2 separate regions of the Ovis aries genome follow, and region 1 is linked to region 2. A link is a contact called in public Hi-C data. All regions are on one chromosome and are shown on one strand. Each heading gives the region's core, a stretch centred on a gene start, on an enhancer-like site or on the middle of the called end of the contact. The rest is flanking DNA. Distances are from core to core; before and after follow the strand shown. Region 1 holds the start of CST3 (cystatin C). Region 2 overlaps NAPB (NSF attachment protein beta).

Region 1 (7,461 bases), core at 1,798-4,297, 150 kb after region 2:
GGGGACAAGGATGGGATTAAAGGGCCCTTTCTTGCTCCCCAGCAAATACCCCCAGCTGTGTCCTCCATCTGGCAGGCAACAACCCCTAAAGCATGTGGTGCCCCAATTCCCCGGTGGAAACCCCCTATAGACACACAGCAGTCATGTGCACACATGCACCCTTCCCCATCACATCCCCAGCCACAGCTGTGACGTGTCCCCAAGGGTACCCCCAACCCTGCTACCAGCAGGCACATACCCTCTTCAGGTGCGGCTGGTCATGGAAGGGACAGCTGTCTAAGTTGGTCTGGGACTTGGTACATGTAGTCCGGCCAAGCTTCACGTCCAAGAAGTAGTTCATCCCCGACACAACCTGGACATGCAGAGAGCAGACACAGTTAGCACACTCTGTGACCGTGAACATGTGCACGCACGCGTACACACACACACACATGGTTACCTTCCTCCCAACACACCCCAAGTCCACGGTCACAAGTTGCCAGGGCCGCACCCTGGAAGCACAGTGGCTTCTTGACAGCCCCTGTATCCCAGGCCCTCCCTGGAACTTCTTTACCAGCTGCTCCAACCAGGCGTCTCCCACAGGGACCCAGAAAGGGGAATCCACAGGCCAATATGCTGACCAGGTCCAGGAACAGAAGGCACAGCTTTGAGGAGGCAGCCAGGGTGCGGACAAGCAACCGACCAGCGCCCCGGGCCAGGGCGGGGCCTGAGCACAAGGTGCGGCCATAGCCCACGCCGCGGCCATAGCCCACGCCGCACCCACAGGAAGGCTGCTGCCAGTGACTCCACTTTAGTGGAACTTCAGTCCCCACCGTGGAGCCCATGGCATCCCATTCCCTGTATGTAGTCCAGGTTTATTCACTCCCTCTCGGAGAGGGGAAACCAAGAGCTTCACATTCACAGATGTTCAGGCCAACAGAAGACTGCCTGGCATGCCTTCCTCTTAAGTGTGACTTCTGACAGTGTGGCACATCCTCTGGGTCTTTTACACTTGAGGTTACAGGAGAGATGTGAACTCTAGCCTCACAAGGGCACTCGAGACGTGCCTGGTTAGAACTTGCAGAAGCATGAGGGGCAGGGACCCGGCTCCAAGTCCCACCTGGTGGAACCACAATCCCTTTCTGCTGTCACTTTCCCATATGGCCAAGGAGCTAGTGTCACCCTGGAGAGGAGCAGGCTGGGGGGCAGGGACCTGGCAAGTGAGGAGAGCAGTCCCATTCAAAGGGAACGGCACCAGCCCACTGCCACGGGAGGAGAGATGGCTGTGGCCCTGACTCATCTCCTGTGGTTTCGGGAGAAGGGAGCAGGAAGCCCTGAGGCTGGCAGGCAGGACGACACTGCTGCTGCTTGTGTGGCTGCATCCCACTCTCCAAGGGGACACAGGCCAGATGGTCTCAACTCTAGCCTTCTTTCAAGGACCAGTGCAAAGCCCTGTAGCCCTTCCTGATTCTCCCTCCAGCCCTCTTCCCAACTCTGACAACAGGCTCCTCTCTGGCCAGAAAGCCAGGCAGAGGTCAGGCTGTCAGCAACGGTGTGCCCATCTCAGGGTGGGGGTGTGACGTCACAGCCCAGAGGCTGCTCCTATGGACATGACATGTGGATGAACCACAGTCCACGAGCCTGTTTCCTTAGGCCAGGCCCCCTGCCGTGGGACACACCTGAGACCACAGGGCCCACTCATGAACTTGTCTGTTTGCTGATAACCTCCAGGTTCTCTGGAGAGCAGCCAGGCCCCCTGCAAGGAGGCTGTTTGGTGTGTCTGACCCCCAGGTCACTGCGTGATGATGAGAGGACCACGGGAGGCCAGGTGTGTTCAGTGGCACCTGCGGAGAGGAAGCTCAGAGGAACTCGCCTCTTCTGTGTGACTCAAGGCTCAGTTCGAGGAAACATCAAGCCAAACCCAGGAGCCGTGACTGGCCAGAAGCAACGCCAAGGTCATGAGACAGACCGGCAGCTGCCCCAGAGTAAAGGAGATCACAGGACAGAGGCTGAGGTGGGGGGCCCAGGAATATCCCTGGCTGTAACGGACATAGTGGGGTGTCAGTGACATCTGAATAAGACCTGTGTATCAAAGCGTCAGGGTTGATATCTGATTTTCAAAATTGTATTGTGGTTACGGAAGAAAAGGCTTGCTTTTACGAAATATACACAGAAGTGTTCACTTTCAAAAACTTCATAAAATAAATGCATATAGGTACATCCCTACACACAGGTACGTAGGGAAGAGATGGATCACGCAAATATGGCAACTTTCAACAGGGCATCTGGGTGAAGAATCTACAGTGATTCTATGCTAGGTACTGTTTCTGAAACTGCTCTGTAAGTCTGAAATTGCGTCAAAATAAACAGCTAAAAGGAAAAGGTGCTTAAAGAATCACTCAGTGGGCAGTCAGGTGTGAGTTTCCTTCGTCTGTGGTCATTTAATTGACAGCTCACGATGAGCCTCGGGACCCAGTGACCCCAGAGCTTACCTAGCAAGCTGGCCAGTCCCGCGAAGGGCTGCAGGCGCCGGGAAAGGCCGGGGGCCACGCCCGGGTGAGAAGCGCAATTGCATCCTTGCCGATTCCCGGGGCCTCTAGGGGCTGGGGGCTGCCCTCCCGAGCGAGCTCGGGGGGCCCTCGGGCGGGGCTGGGGACTGCGCGCAGGCCTCGCCCTCCGGGGACCGGGCTTGGGCAGAGTCCCCGCGCCCCTACCCTGAGGCCTGACCTGGGGCCCCTGATCTCCGCACCCTGCCCCGTCGGACGCACCTGCTTGCGGGCGCGCACCACGCGCATCGCGCGGCTCTGGTAAGCGTCGTTGCTTCGCTTGTTGAACTCGCTGACCGCAAAGGACAGCGCCTCCTGCACGCCCTCCTCGTTGACGTCCGCCTCCATCAGGCCGCCCAGTAGGCGACCCTTTCTAGGGCCCTGCGCGGCCACAGGGCTCAAGGCCAGGGCCAGGGAGACGATCAGGGCGGCCAGCAGGAGCAGCGGGGCGCGCGGGGAGCCCACCATGGTCTCTCAGATGCAAACAGACTGCAGTCGAGGGGCGATCCGTGGATGCTAGCATCGCCCGGCGGGCCCCGGCGCCTTTATGACCCGGCCGTGGTGGACCGCCCCGCCCCCTTCCACTTGGCCTCGCCTCTTCCGCCCCGTTGCCCGGCCCATGTCCTTCGCCCTAGCCCCGCCCCTCCCGGAGTCACCGTCCTCCTGACCCCGCCCACTCTCTCCCAGTCCCACTCTCCTCCCTTGGTCCCCAGCCTCCCCGCCGGCCGCAGGGCCTTTACGCCTGGGCTGTGGGGGACAGCCTCGCCAGCTCCCGCTTGGCCCCGCCTCTTCCGCCCCGTTGCCCCCCCCGGGATGCTCGGTCCGCCCGACCCCGCCCACTCCCCCAGTCCCGTCCTCCTCCCGTGGTCCCCACCCGCGCTGCCCCCTCCCACTTGGCCCACCTCTTCCGCCCAGTTGCCCCGCCCACGGCCTCCACCCTAGCCCTACCCCCCCACCCCACCCCCGCCCCGGGTTCTCGGTCCGCCCGACCGAGCCCGCTCCTCCCCAGCCCTGCCCTCCTCCCGTGGCTCCCCATCCTCCCCTAGTCTGTCCCAGAGTCCTGATCTTGTTCCCCGGCGCTCCTCGAGCCGGCTCACCGCGGTCTTTCAGAGGGTGTCCCCGCTCCGGGCCGGCGAAGCTTATGCACCCGAACTCTGTCTCCTGGCCTGAGAGGGCGTCTCGGCCTCCTGGCCGTCCGGGCGCCTGCTCCGCGTCTGGGAGTCCACAGAGAGCACGGCGGAGGTTTCCGAGGCAGCGGGAGGAAGACCTTGGTTGCGCCCTGTCCCGGGAAGTTCTTCCCCATAGAAGCTCATCGGGTTCTTTTTCTCACAACTCGTTTACTTATTCAACCGCACACCTTTCTGGGGCTTCTCCCTGGCCAGGGTGTCTGGGGCCTGTAGCTGGGGGCGGGGGACTCTTGAGGCGGTAGAGCCCCCGCTTGACCGAGGGGTAATGCGAACCCGTGCATAACTACATTTTCTAGGAGACACATTAAAAAGTGTAAGATGGTAACGGACGACCCTATATGCGAGACAGCAAAAGAGACACAGATATGAAGAACAGACTTTTGGACTCTGTAGCAGAAGGAGAGGGTGGGATGATTTGAGAGAATAGCATTGAAACAGGTATATTACCATATGTGAAATAGATCGCCAGTCCAAGTTTGATGCGTGAAACAGGGCGCTCAGAGCCGGTGCACTGGGACAACTGTGAGGGATGGGATGGGGAGGGAGGTGGGAGGGGGGTTCAGGATGGGGGACACATGTACTTCCATGGCTGATTCATGTCAGTGTATGGCAAAAATCACTACAACATTGTAATTAGCCTCCAATTATAAATGAACACATTTTTTAAATGTAAAAAGAAAAAATGTATAATATTGCTTTTTATTTAAGTCAGTATATCCAAAATGTTATTTCAGCATATACAAGCAATTGTGAATGACAACTTTTACACTCTTCTGTGTGTGTACCTTTTACCCTTGGAGCAGATGTCAAGGCCAGTAGGGCCCAGCTTTAGAGGGGTGGGGTGGGGATGGGGTCAGTGATCAGTGATTAAGATCAAGGGGTGATGGGGGCTTGTGTTGGAAGTGAAGGGTGAAATAGACATGGGTGCCTCTGGATGCTGGTCAGGAGGCCTCTGAGAGGACAGACATTTGGGCTGAAACCTACCTAAAGGGCAAGAAGTCCTGCCGACACAGAGGAAGAGCACTTCAGGCAAAGGAAGAGCCAGTGCAAAGGCCCTGGGGTGAGGCTGGGCCACCCTGCTCTAGGGACAAGAGAATGCTGGTGTTTAGGCAGGGAAGGGGTATGACCCGGAATTTCACCCTGACAGCTGGGTGCACCCTAAACTGTGGGTGGGGGAACCCCTACCTTGTGGGTGTGGGAGGGATAGTCCCTGAGGGAATGGATGGAAGCCTGGGACTGATCTTGCTCCTCTCCTCAGAAAGGCACATCACTGGCTCTGGTCCTCTGTCCACTGCTTAGAAAACTTGCTTGATTCTTAAAAAATCAACTTTAATGAGGTATGACGCACACACAATAAATGCCTTATTTTATGTGTCCAGACAGGAATTTTAGCAAATACATACATTGGTATTACCTCCCCTCCAAGCTCTAGAACACTTCCATTAGCCTGAAATTTTCCTCCTTCCTCTCTGTGGTCAATCTCTTGCTCATCCCTGGGCTTGGATGATGCACACCCCTGTCTCTGTGGACTGAGGCCTTGCTTGTTCTTGAACTTTCCACAAATGGCCTCATGCAGTGTGTTCCTCTGGGTTTTGAGCATACAGACTTATAAAACAATACTTTTTATTTAACCCAATATGTCTAAAATATTATCTCAACATATACAAGCAATTTTTGAGCCTCCTCTACTATGTTAACCTGGTTGTTGGTTCTTTTTCTTCCCAGACTGAGAGGATGTGGTCAGTTGGGTATTGATTGAGCTGCCAGATCCTTTAGTCCAGGACTGTGGAGATCCAGGCTGGAGAATGGCCCTGGGAGTGGAGGGAAAGGCTGTTCTCTAACCTCTATCCTGTGTGCCCGAAGGTGACCCAGTGACCAATGACCCAAAGAGATGCTGGCAGAAATACCAGGTGGCCTCTGGGCCTGTGGTGCGCATCCAGAGGAGGACTCTCCCGGGAGCGGTCAAGGCAATGGTCAGTGAGCGTCAGCCCACAGCCACTGTGGCCTTAGGGCTGGACCAGCAGGAGTCTGGCATGAAATCTAGAATGATATTAACAATGTTCAGTATTTCTGAGACCCTGTTGCCTTGAGGCCCAGTTATAACTGTAGGGGGCGGTAAATTTTTCCTTATACCTTTCTAGGTTCTTTGGCTGGTCTAATAATTAAATTGCCAAAAGACAGATTAAAATATATTTAACTGAGAAAAATATATTTAACTGTATACATTTAGAAACCCCATAAAGGAAAGACACAAAAGCAGTCAGGTAGTTGAAGCTTACAAGCCACCCTGACCTAAGGAAAGGAATAGGGGGCTGGGACTTCAAGCAGAGCAGGGGTGACTCATGGGAAGATGAGATGAGCAGGTGCTTGGGGATCAGATGACAGCCCTACGGCACAGATTGCTCTTTCAGATAAATATGTCTCTCTGGTAGTGTCTCTCTGGTATCTAAATTCCTTTTGGCAATTCAGAGGAGGTAAAAGCTTTTCCTGAGGCTGCTGGATCTTGATTCCTTCAGTTCAAAATCCCCCACCTGACATGGTGGCACGTTTAGGGGTGGCATCTTCTGCCCCCTCCCCATCTCTCCCTGCTCTGACTCAGGGGTGTGTGTGTGTGTGTGTGTGCTCAGTTGTGTCTGACTCTGCAACTCCATGGACTGTAGTCCGCCAGGCTCCTCTGTCCATGGAATTTTCCAGGCAAGAATACCAAAGCTGCTTGCCGTTCCCTTCTCCAGGGGATCTTCCTGACCCAGGGATCAAACCCAATCTCCCGCATTGCAGGCAGATTCTTTATCCCTGCACCACCTGGGAAGCCCAGGAGGCTCTGGAAAAGTTATGGCGCCCACTAAGTGAAGCAGGGTTGTCTCTGCAGTACAGTAAGACAGAGGAAGTGCTTTCTCAGTGAGCTAGAAGAGAGGGGAACTCCACCAAGGGAAGAGTGGGCCGCTGTGGCCCACGCTTCTGAGTGGCGTGACTGTCTTTGAAGGGCAGGAACTGGTCCTCACCAGGGTTTCCCACCTCGCAGGCAGTGGGGCTGCAGCTCAGGAGGTGTGCTGGGTAGAGACGGGCAGGGTCCTCCCATCTGTGTCGTAGTCAGGGAGGAGGTACAGGGCAGCAGAGAATATGGGAGCACGGTGGTGGGTGTGGATGTGTTGGGGCAGCATGAATGCTGACCTGTGTGGCTGGAGGTCAGTTACACTGGTGATAGGCATTTTGATACAGAGACATCTCTTATCCCAGGAATGGATGCCCACAGAACTGCCAGAGTGGCCTGCAGGACAGTCTGATGAGGCAGAGAAGGCTGGGCTTCTCCTCTACCTGTAAGGGTGACCTTGGAAAATGTCAGAAGTCTTTGTCAGCCACTTTGTTAACCGTAGGGACTGGGGTCAGGAACACAGACATGGGCAGGCTTGGGTGGGATGTGAAAGCATGGGTAAAGATGACAGAGCACCCGTCGCTCTTACAGTGTTGGTGGGAATGTAAATTGAAATGACAACTGTGGAAAACAGGATGAAGTTTCCATAAAAAACTAAAATTAGAACTGCAGTATGACCTAACAATCCCACTACTGGGCATATATCCTGAGAAAACTATAATTAAAAGGACACATGGATCCCAATCCCAGTGTTCCTTGCAGCACTATTTACCATAGCTGGGACACAGAAACAACCTAAGCATCCAGCAGCTCAGTGGATAAAGTAGATGTGGTACATATATACAGTGGAATACTACTCAGCCATAAAAAGGAAGGA
Region 2 (7,548 bases), core at 2,863-5,362:
GTGAGTTTTCATAATACACCCTCCCCGACAGCCCCAGGGAAGAGAGGCCCAGGCCCGCCGCAGAAGCCCTGGGGGTTGACTCTGGGCATCTGAAACACATGGTGTCAGAGGAAACAAGAAACGCACACGCTGTGGTTACAGGGGCACTGTCGCACGCGGTCACGGCTGTGCAAGGACACTGCTTCCAAATCATTCAGTAAAAAAGAAGTTCACACAAGCTAGAAAAACGTTGCCACAAAAAGCAAAGCTTTCCCATAAGAAATTTTAACTCTTAACAATGAACTAAACGTGACTTGCTAAAATATGAAGACTGTAACATAGTCATTATATTTTGTTCATAAATAACGATTTATAAATGCTGGAAGTCACCGCTATGAGTCACAGCACTGCCCACTCTGATGGAATGTTTCTAGGGAGGAAGCCTGGAGCTGTTCCTGGGATGTTTTTCTTCTCACTTTTATGTTCTAGTGGTCTGTTCTAGCCATTACAATTATTTTTTACTTTTTCATGTGAAATATTAAAAACAAAAGCATCTTAACTCAGGCACTGGTCCTAGTGTTCAACATACCAACTCTGATGTGATAAAAGTGAGGGTGGCTCAGGCGTGTCCCAACCCTTCGACCCCGTGGACGATACAGTCCATAGGATTCTCCAGGCCAGAATACTGCAGTAGGTGGCTGTCCTTTCTCCAGGGGATCTTCCCATCCCAGGGACTGAAAATGGTGCCAACAGTATTTCTCAAAACCACAGATCTTCAGACAGGGGTCTGTCAGGGGATCAGGATAAAAAGCTAATAAACAAACGTCATTTGGTTTTTCCTTTACGTGGTCAGACCACAAGTTTCCTTAACAAGTGGAAGCAGACTTTCCAGACCGGCGACAAAAGTGCATGACTGGCAGGGAGGGTTACCGACCCCTGGGTAGGCAGGCCTGCAGCCGGCAGACACACGCTCATCTCACCCGTGTGCTTCTGACAGGCTGGGCACTGAATCACGTAGAGCAACAAAACCCCACTTCTCTAAGTGTGTTTTTCTTAAAAGGTTCTGATAGAAAGTGAAGAAGTACTAAGCAGGCTCTGTTCCAAAATGGACCATAACCAACAGCCAGCTTTCTTTTAAGGATCCCAGACCTTTGAAGGAAAGAAGGAATCCTCACTGGATACCAGGGTCCAAGGTCAGAGTACCCCATGTCTCCTGGTCCACTGCGACTGCCCTGTGGGCTGGGATAGAGCCACCACTGCCCCTCCTCTCCACCAGCCCAGGCCACATAGATGACTCCACAACTACAGCCACCGAATCCTCACAGCTGCCCACAGGGCTGCTCCATGATCAGGCCTCCGCTGGTCCTTCTCAGCCTCCTTTCTGCCACTTTCTCCTCCCTCCTAGTCGGACTTGTTCCCCATCCCCAAACCTTCCTCCCAGCTCAGCCCTCAACCTAGACCCACTCTCTATTTCTGCCCAACAGCACCTTTGAATCCCAGTTGCTGGCCATCCAAAAATTCAACACCTTTCAAATACCAGTTAACATCTGACAGGACATAGGAAATCCCATTTATCTGTCAACACTGCCATTACCTAGCAATAAATGCACATCAAACAAATCACTTAGAAGAGATTCAGGAAACAAGAGCACGTCTAAAGCACAAGGTTATTAGCACGTAACATCAAGGGCAGGGATTAAGTTCACAGGTCAATAGCACACATATATAAGTCAAAACAATAGGATAGAATTCAAATACACCAGATAAAACAATCCATCAGCTAAGGACAGGTCCCCTCAGAAGCTCACTGGGGCTCTTTCCTGATGGTGCAGTAAACTATACTGTACTCAGCCCACCAAGCCCATCGTGTCCAATTAACAGATAAAATGAATGGCAGACAATTAAAAATGAAAATGAGTAACATACAAGCTTCGACTGAGCTAACCTCCCAGCTCTGGTGAGGATGTACACAAGGGGGCACACGGGGTGCCCTCTCAAAGTGTGTGAACATGAAAGGAAAGGGATATGCCAGTTCAAACACCTTTCTGTGAAGGTGAAGCAAGGGTCCTGCCCCAACTAGAAGTGGACACTCCCTCCAGGAAAGGAAGACACCTGTCTCTCCTAGATCTCACGCACAGTGCACTTATGAGCTCAGGTTCACCTCCACACGGCCACACACATGAGCAGGCTGTGTCAGGAAGCTCCCTCATCCCCACTGCAAGCACCCAGCAGGCCTGGCTGACCTGAATTCTCACGTGCACATCAGCTACAGAACAATACACAAGAGCAGGGAAACGGGTCACTGGCACCATCAAAAGAATCACGAGATAACAAAAAGGATAAATAATTCTAATGAGGAAAGTCATAAATGCATTCCGAACAACCATCCTACACTAAACAAACACGTTTAGAGAATCCACCAAGGTGCAGGTTCACAGAGAACATGCAAAGCATCTATTACAACAACTGGGTTGGGTACCAAGTCCAGGGAAAGGGACATAAAAACATGGCAAAATGAAACACAAGCTCTGCACATACTGAAATACCAAGGAGGAAGATTCTGGAGCAGTTCTTGGAAAACTCTGGGGACTCTGACAAGCGGGAGGCAGCCCGTCACACACGCACAATACGCATAAGAGCGGCCCACCCGCCCACAGCACGGTGACACACGCGGCGGCTTAAACACACACACACACACATCGTCAGGCTCATGTGCAACGAAATGAAGCCGTTGAATGGGCATCCCACAATGATCACTGGCCCTAACGCAAAATGAACAAGGACTCGGCAGCATGCCGCAGGGACACTGTGCCTCACTTGAGGTCTCCGTCCCCCTCCCCGTCCCCCTGGATGGATTTCTTGATGCGCAGCAGCATGGTCGTGAGCCACTGGTCCAGGCGGGAGATGGAGTCAAACTCCTTCACCTGGTGAAGGGAAGAGAAGCAGAAAATGGTCCACAGAAACACAGTCAAACACAGAATTACACCATACTAACTCTAAAATCATTCATTCTAGTTTACAACTTTCTTCATTAAGAGCTTTTTACATTGCTCTTATGCTAACATGCTGTGGCAAAAATCCACAGCAGCCTTTGTAACTGGACAAAGAGCACGTTTAACATGACAAAGGACGTAAGACTTTGTATAAGGACAAAGGGATGTGGAAAATTAATGTGGCTCCAGTCTCCAATGAACACAAAACACAGTTGCAGAGAGAGACCAAAAGGAAAAATTCCTTCAACTCACTTCCATGAGTCATTAAAGAATGGACTTTCACAGGGTGAAAATGGTTTTGTAGCAAAAGTTAAAGGGGGAAACTCGCCCTCCCACCATGGCTTCAAAGCCAGGTTGAATGAATTACTGAAAGGCACTAAGAAATTCACTTTGATTCTAAACGTAAGATGGAAAAATATGGGAAAACAGGAAATTGGTGAATGTTAAAAAATTTTTTTCCATTTTATGCCAAGAAATAACAAACTCTCACTGCTTTATTTTTATGTTTTAAATTTAACTGATTTAACTGATATTACTTCACACTTATTTATGGATCAGATTTTCCATAGAAAATACCCAAATAAATCATAACTGTATGTGATATATATTTGCCTTGCAGCTAAAGTCAGCAGAGCTCATAGACTGTCTTAATTTTGAAGGTTGGTGGAATCTAAAAACATTTCTTTTGGAAAACAACACAGATATAGCACAATAATGTCCAAATAGGTGTTTAGCATTTACACAATGAAAAAGAGAAGTTGTATCTACAATGTCAACTTTCAGAGAACACACTAAATCCCAAAGGGGAACTTACTGCTTCTGTGTAAGCTTCACTGTTCTGTTCTTCATGAGCTTCTAGAAGTTTCTGGGAATATAAATACAGAAAAATTATCTTGGTTGGCTAAAAAGTTCCATCTATGAGTGAATACTTTAAACAGAGAAACAGCCTTCATACTACACTAACTGATGCTGCCAAATGACTTACAAAAATGGGGAAGTTATCCAATACAAGAGGCACCCAGGTCAGGGATCCAGGCTTGTGCTAACATTTCTGATCCGCCCAATTCAGAGCATGGTGTGCACCCAACCCTAACGGCATCTGAGGCCTAGCGTGCGAGAGCAGGACTCACGACTTCACAGGGTTAAAATGTTGCTAGATTCCAATCCCACTTACTCACTTTCAGTAATTTGCATTCTCTAGAGTCAGTGAATGCTGGAAACATTTCCTCGTATTTCTCAAGAGCAAGCTGAGGAAGAAAACGACTTGTTAACATCTGAGTCACTGAACCAGAAAATGAAGCTTTGACGTTCTATTAACATCAACACAATTTATTTACATCCTGTTTAACTGTTACACTCAACATCAAAAGCAACCTGAACTGATCAAATCTACTTATTTTTAATTTCAATTTCAGTTAAAAATAAACTTCTAAACCAGTTTTTCTGAAAGAGGCTGCTGTGGAGAAGACCACACGAGACAGATGTCATCGTCAAACCTCCCAGGGCAGGCGTCTGCTCTCATGCACTGGACGGATGCTGTGCCCAGGCGCCAGGGCCCAAACCCCAACCCTGTCCTCGCCTCTGCCTCCAGCCTTCACTCTGCTTTTCACTTCTCCCAATTCTCACTCCAACTCCACTTCTGAGTTTTAAAAAAGACATGATTCTACTTTTCCTATCTCCCCTCAGCCCCCTGATTTCTTTAAACCAAACTACTGAACGAGGTGTGGCCCCTGGGTTGCTTTAACTTAAGAGCCTTGACAGCTGGGATTCCAGCGGCCGCAGGACAGCCAGGATGGGGTCAGGGATTCATCCCTGTCTTGTTTTTCATGGATACAGCGCAGTTTTGCTCTGGATGACGGCTGAGCACCCGCGTTCAGGATGAATGAAGCACATCAGAAGCTGGGCCTCAGGGCGCCTCACCTTGGCGTTCAGCTCATCCACTATGAAGTGGCAGAGGGCAGCTTTAAAGAAGTAATCCTTTGCACTGTACTTCAACAGAGGGTTATCCATGGTGTTGGCCCCAATCTAGGCAAGAAAGTGGGATCAGAGTGAAAAGGTTGGCTCTCCTACAAAAAGCACGCTGACCCTCACCTGCTCTTTAGCAAGTGCTCTCTCTGCGTCTTATGTTAGAGAAGCTATGAAATCCATTCTTTTAATCCAAAGTCATGTACCAGAAATGTGACTAGACAGGAAACAGTATTTGAGACAGAAAGTGCTGAACCTGTTAAAAGCGACTCAGAATTCCATTTCCAGGAGGATGGAATAGACTCGCTGTCTTCTGTCCCTCCCACTAAGTACAACTAAAAGCCTTGATCCTTTTATAGAAAATTAACATCAGGAGACTAAAACGCAGAGCGAGGAGCAGACCAGCATGGGGCACAGGGCAAACGGCAGGGAGTTGCCTGCTTTTTCTTGCATAAACCCCTGACTTGGAACAGAAAAAGCCAACAACCCATAAATGCCAGTGGGTGAGGCAAAGAAAAAAAATAAGAGTGAGGGAACAGACGGACGTCTGCTTTCTCCAGCCAGAGGGCCAGGACAGGAGCAGTGCACAAGACAGGGAAGGCTCAGATGACACCTGCTCTGGCCCACCCCACCCACAGCAGCAAATGCCAGAGAGAGATGGGACGCCTGTCCTCCTGGGACTGGCCGGAGAGCTCAACTCTCCTGCCAAGGGAGCCAACTAGAAGCCAGCCTGTGGCCCCACCACAGAGGCCTTTGAAGCCCATGTGGGGTTTGCACCATTTCTCCTAGAGGGAATGAGGCATCCTCGCCTCCCAGCGCACCTGGCTTTACCATCACCTGCTAAGAACCAGGAGGCCGGGTAGAGAGCCTGGTCCTATACCTCCACCTGGCAGGAACAAGTCATACCCCTTCAGTGTCAAAGAAGACCAGCTGAGAGAGGAAGTTTAAACAAGACCCTGTCCTATAACAAAATGTGAAAATACCCAGTTTTCAAGTAAAACTGACTTATAATACCAAGAAAAGGGAACAACTCAGGTTGAATGAAAAAAAGGGTAACTAATAAACAATAGTTCTCACATAGAAGAGATGTTAGAATTATCTAACAGATGTTAAAGGAATCCTCCTAAAATGTTTCCACTGGCCATTACAAAAGTGCTTGGGACCAGAGGGAAAACCAAAGCATCAGTAAAGAAAGAAAAAAAAATTTCAGCAAAAAGCCCTAAAAGATACAAAGAAGAAATGAGCAGAAACTTCAGAACTGAAATACATAATAGCTGACATAAAAAATGGATGGGTTCAACAGCAGAACCCATGGAAGAGAGGGAGGACTCAGAGAACTGATGGCAGAACATTAGAAATTACTCGGTCTGAGCAGTAGAGGGAAGACAGACTGAGAAAAGAGGAGCAGAGCACTGGGATGTGTGTGACGATAAAGCAAGGCCTGGCATCTGGGCCGTCTGAGTCCCAGAGGGGAGAGAAGGGAGTGGCTAAAAATCACTTGAAAATATAGTAGCTGAAAATTTCCTAAATTTGCCAAGAAATGTAAACCTACAGATTCCAGGAGTTTAGTGACTCCAAACAAAATCACAACAAAAACACCCTTGCTAAGCCATACAAACTTCTGAAAATTGAAGACAAAGGAAAACATTTTGAAAGTGACAGAGAGAAACGCCACCACACCTACAGGGAAAACAGCCTGGATGACAGTAAACCTCTCATCAGAAACTAAGCCAGCCATAAGGGCACATTTCTTAAGTGCTGAAAAAGAGCTGTCAACCCAGAATTGTATGCCCAGGGAAAACTGTATACCCAGCTTCAGGAATGAAGGGGAAATCAAAACATTCACAGGCGAAGAGACACCAGAAGAATGTGTCACAAGCAGGCCTCCCCTAAAAGAATGGCAAACGTTGCCCTCAAGTAGAGCAAAATGCGGGAAGAGATCCTGAAACATCACGAAGAAAGAACACAGCAAGCAAGATATGGGAAAATACGATGGGCCTTCCCTCCCCTCCTCAGTTTTGTAAATTAAATTGGGTGACTGAGGTAAAAACTGTAATAGTGACTGATGTGTTTCTAAAAGTGTGTAGAGGAAATACTAAAGACAATTATATATTGAATGGGGGAGGATAAAGGAACAGAAAGTAAGTAAGGTTTCTGTATTTCATTGGAACTGAAAAAAATGACATCATTACCCTGTGATACAGTATGTAAATGTAACACCTAGAGCAAAACACTACAAAGGCTATTTAGAGAGAGATACTCAAAAATACTTTAGATAATCAAGCAACCCCCTCTAAGGCAGGAAAAAAGAAACAGCAAAACAAAAACCAGATAAACAGAAAACAAAAAAAATAAAATGGCTGACTTCAATTGTAATATGTCAATAATTACATTAAATGTGAATGGTCCAAATACACCAATTAAAAGAAACTGGCAGAGTAGACTTAAAAACAAGACCTAACTCTACGCTGTCTACAACAAACTCACTTCAACTGTAACAACATAGGCAGAGTGAAAGAAAAAAGAATGCATAAAGATACGTCACATACACGTTAATCAAAAGAAAGCAGGAGAGGCTATATTTAGTATCAAAGACTTCAGAGCAAAGAGA

The links. A called contact is a pair of places that touch in the nucleus more often than the background predicts.
Region 1: a contact with region 2 is called in a Hi-C map of skin fibroblasts, with 2.9 times the contacts expected there. The contact joins the promoter of CST3 here to the enhancer-like site in region 2. A contact is called at or near these places in 2 of 16 Hi-C or Micro-C datasets (skin fibroblasts and tail adipose tissue).

Annotation. Positions count from the first base shown.
Region 1 is chr13:41,748,555-41,756,015 of ARS-UI_Ramb_v3.0, forward strand. It overlaps CST3 (cystatin C), which reads right to left and starts at 3,048. Exons shown (of 3, transcript NM_001280713.1): 1 at 2,748-3,048; 2 at 239-352. The coding sequence starts at 2,993.
Region 2 is chr13:41,599,504-41,607,051 of ARS-UI_Ramb_v3.0, forward strand. NAPB (NSF attachment protein beta) reads right to left here. Exons shown (of 11, transcript XM_004014303.5): 8 at 4,893-4,997; 9 at 4,151-4,219; 10 at 3,787-3,837; 11 at 1-2,903. The coding sequence ends at 2,793. Among named protein-coding and RNA genes, the nearest start is that of GZF1, 14 kb to the left of the region's middle. Within about 2 kb of position 4,113, at least 10 of the 54 cell types and tissues checked have an H3K27ac peak or open chromatin away from gene starts, as enhancers often do.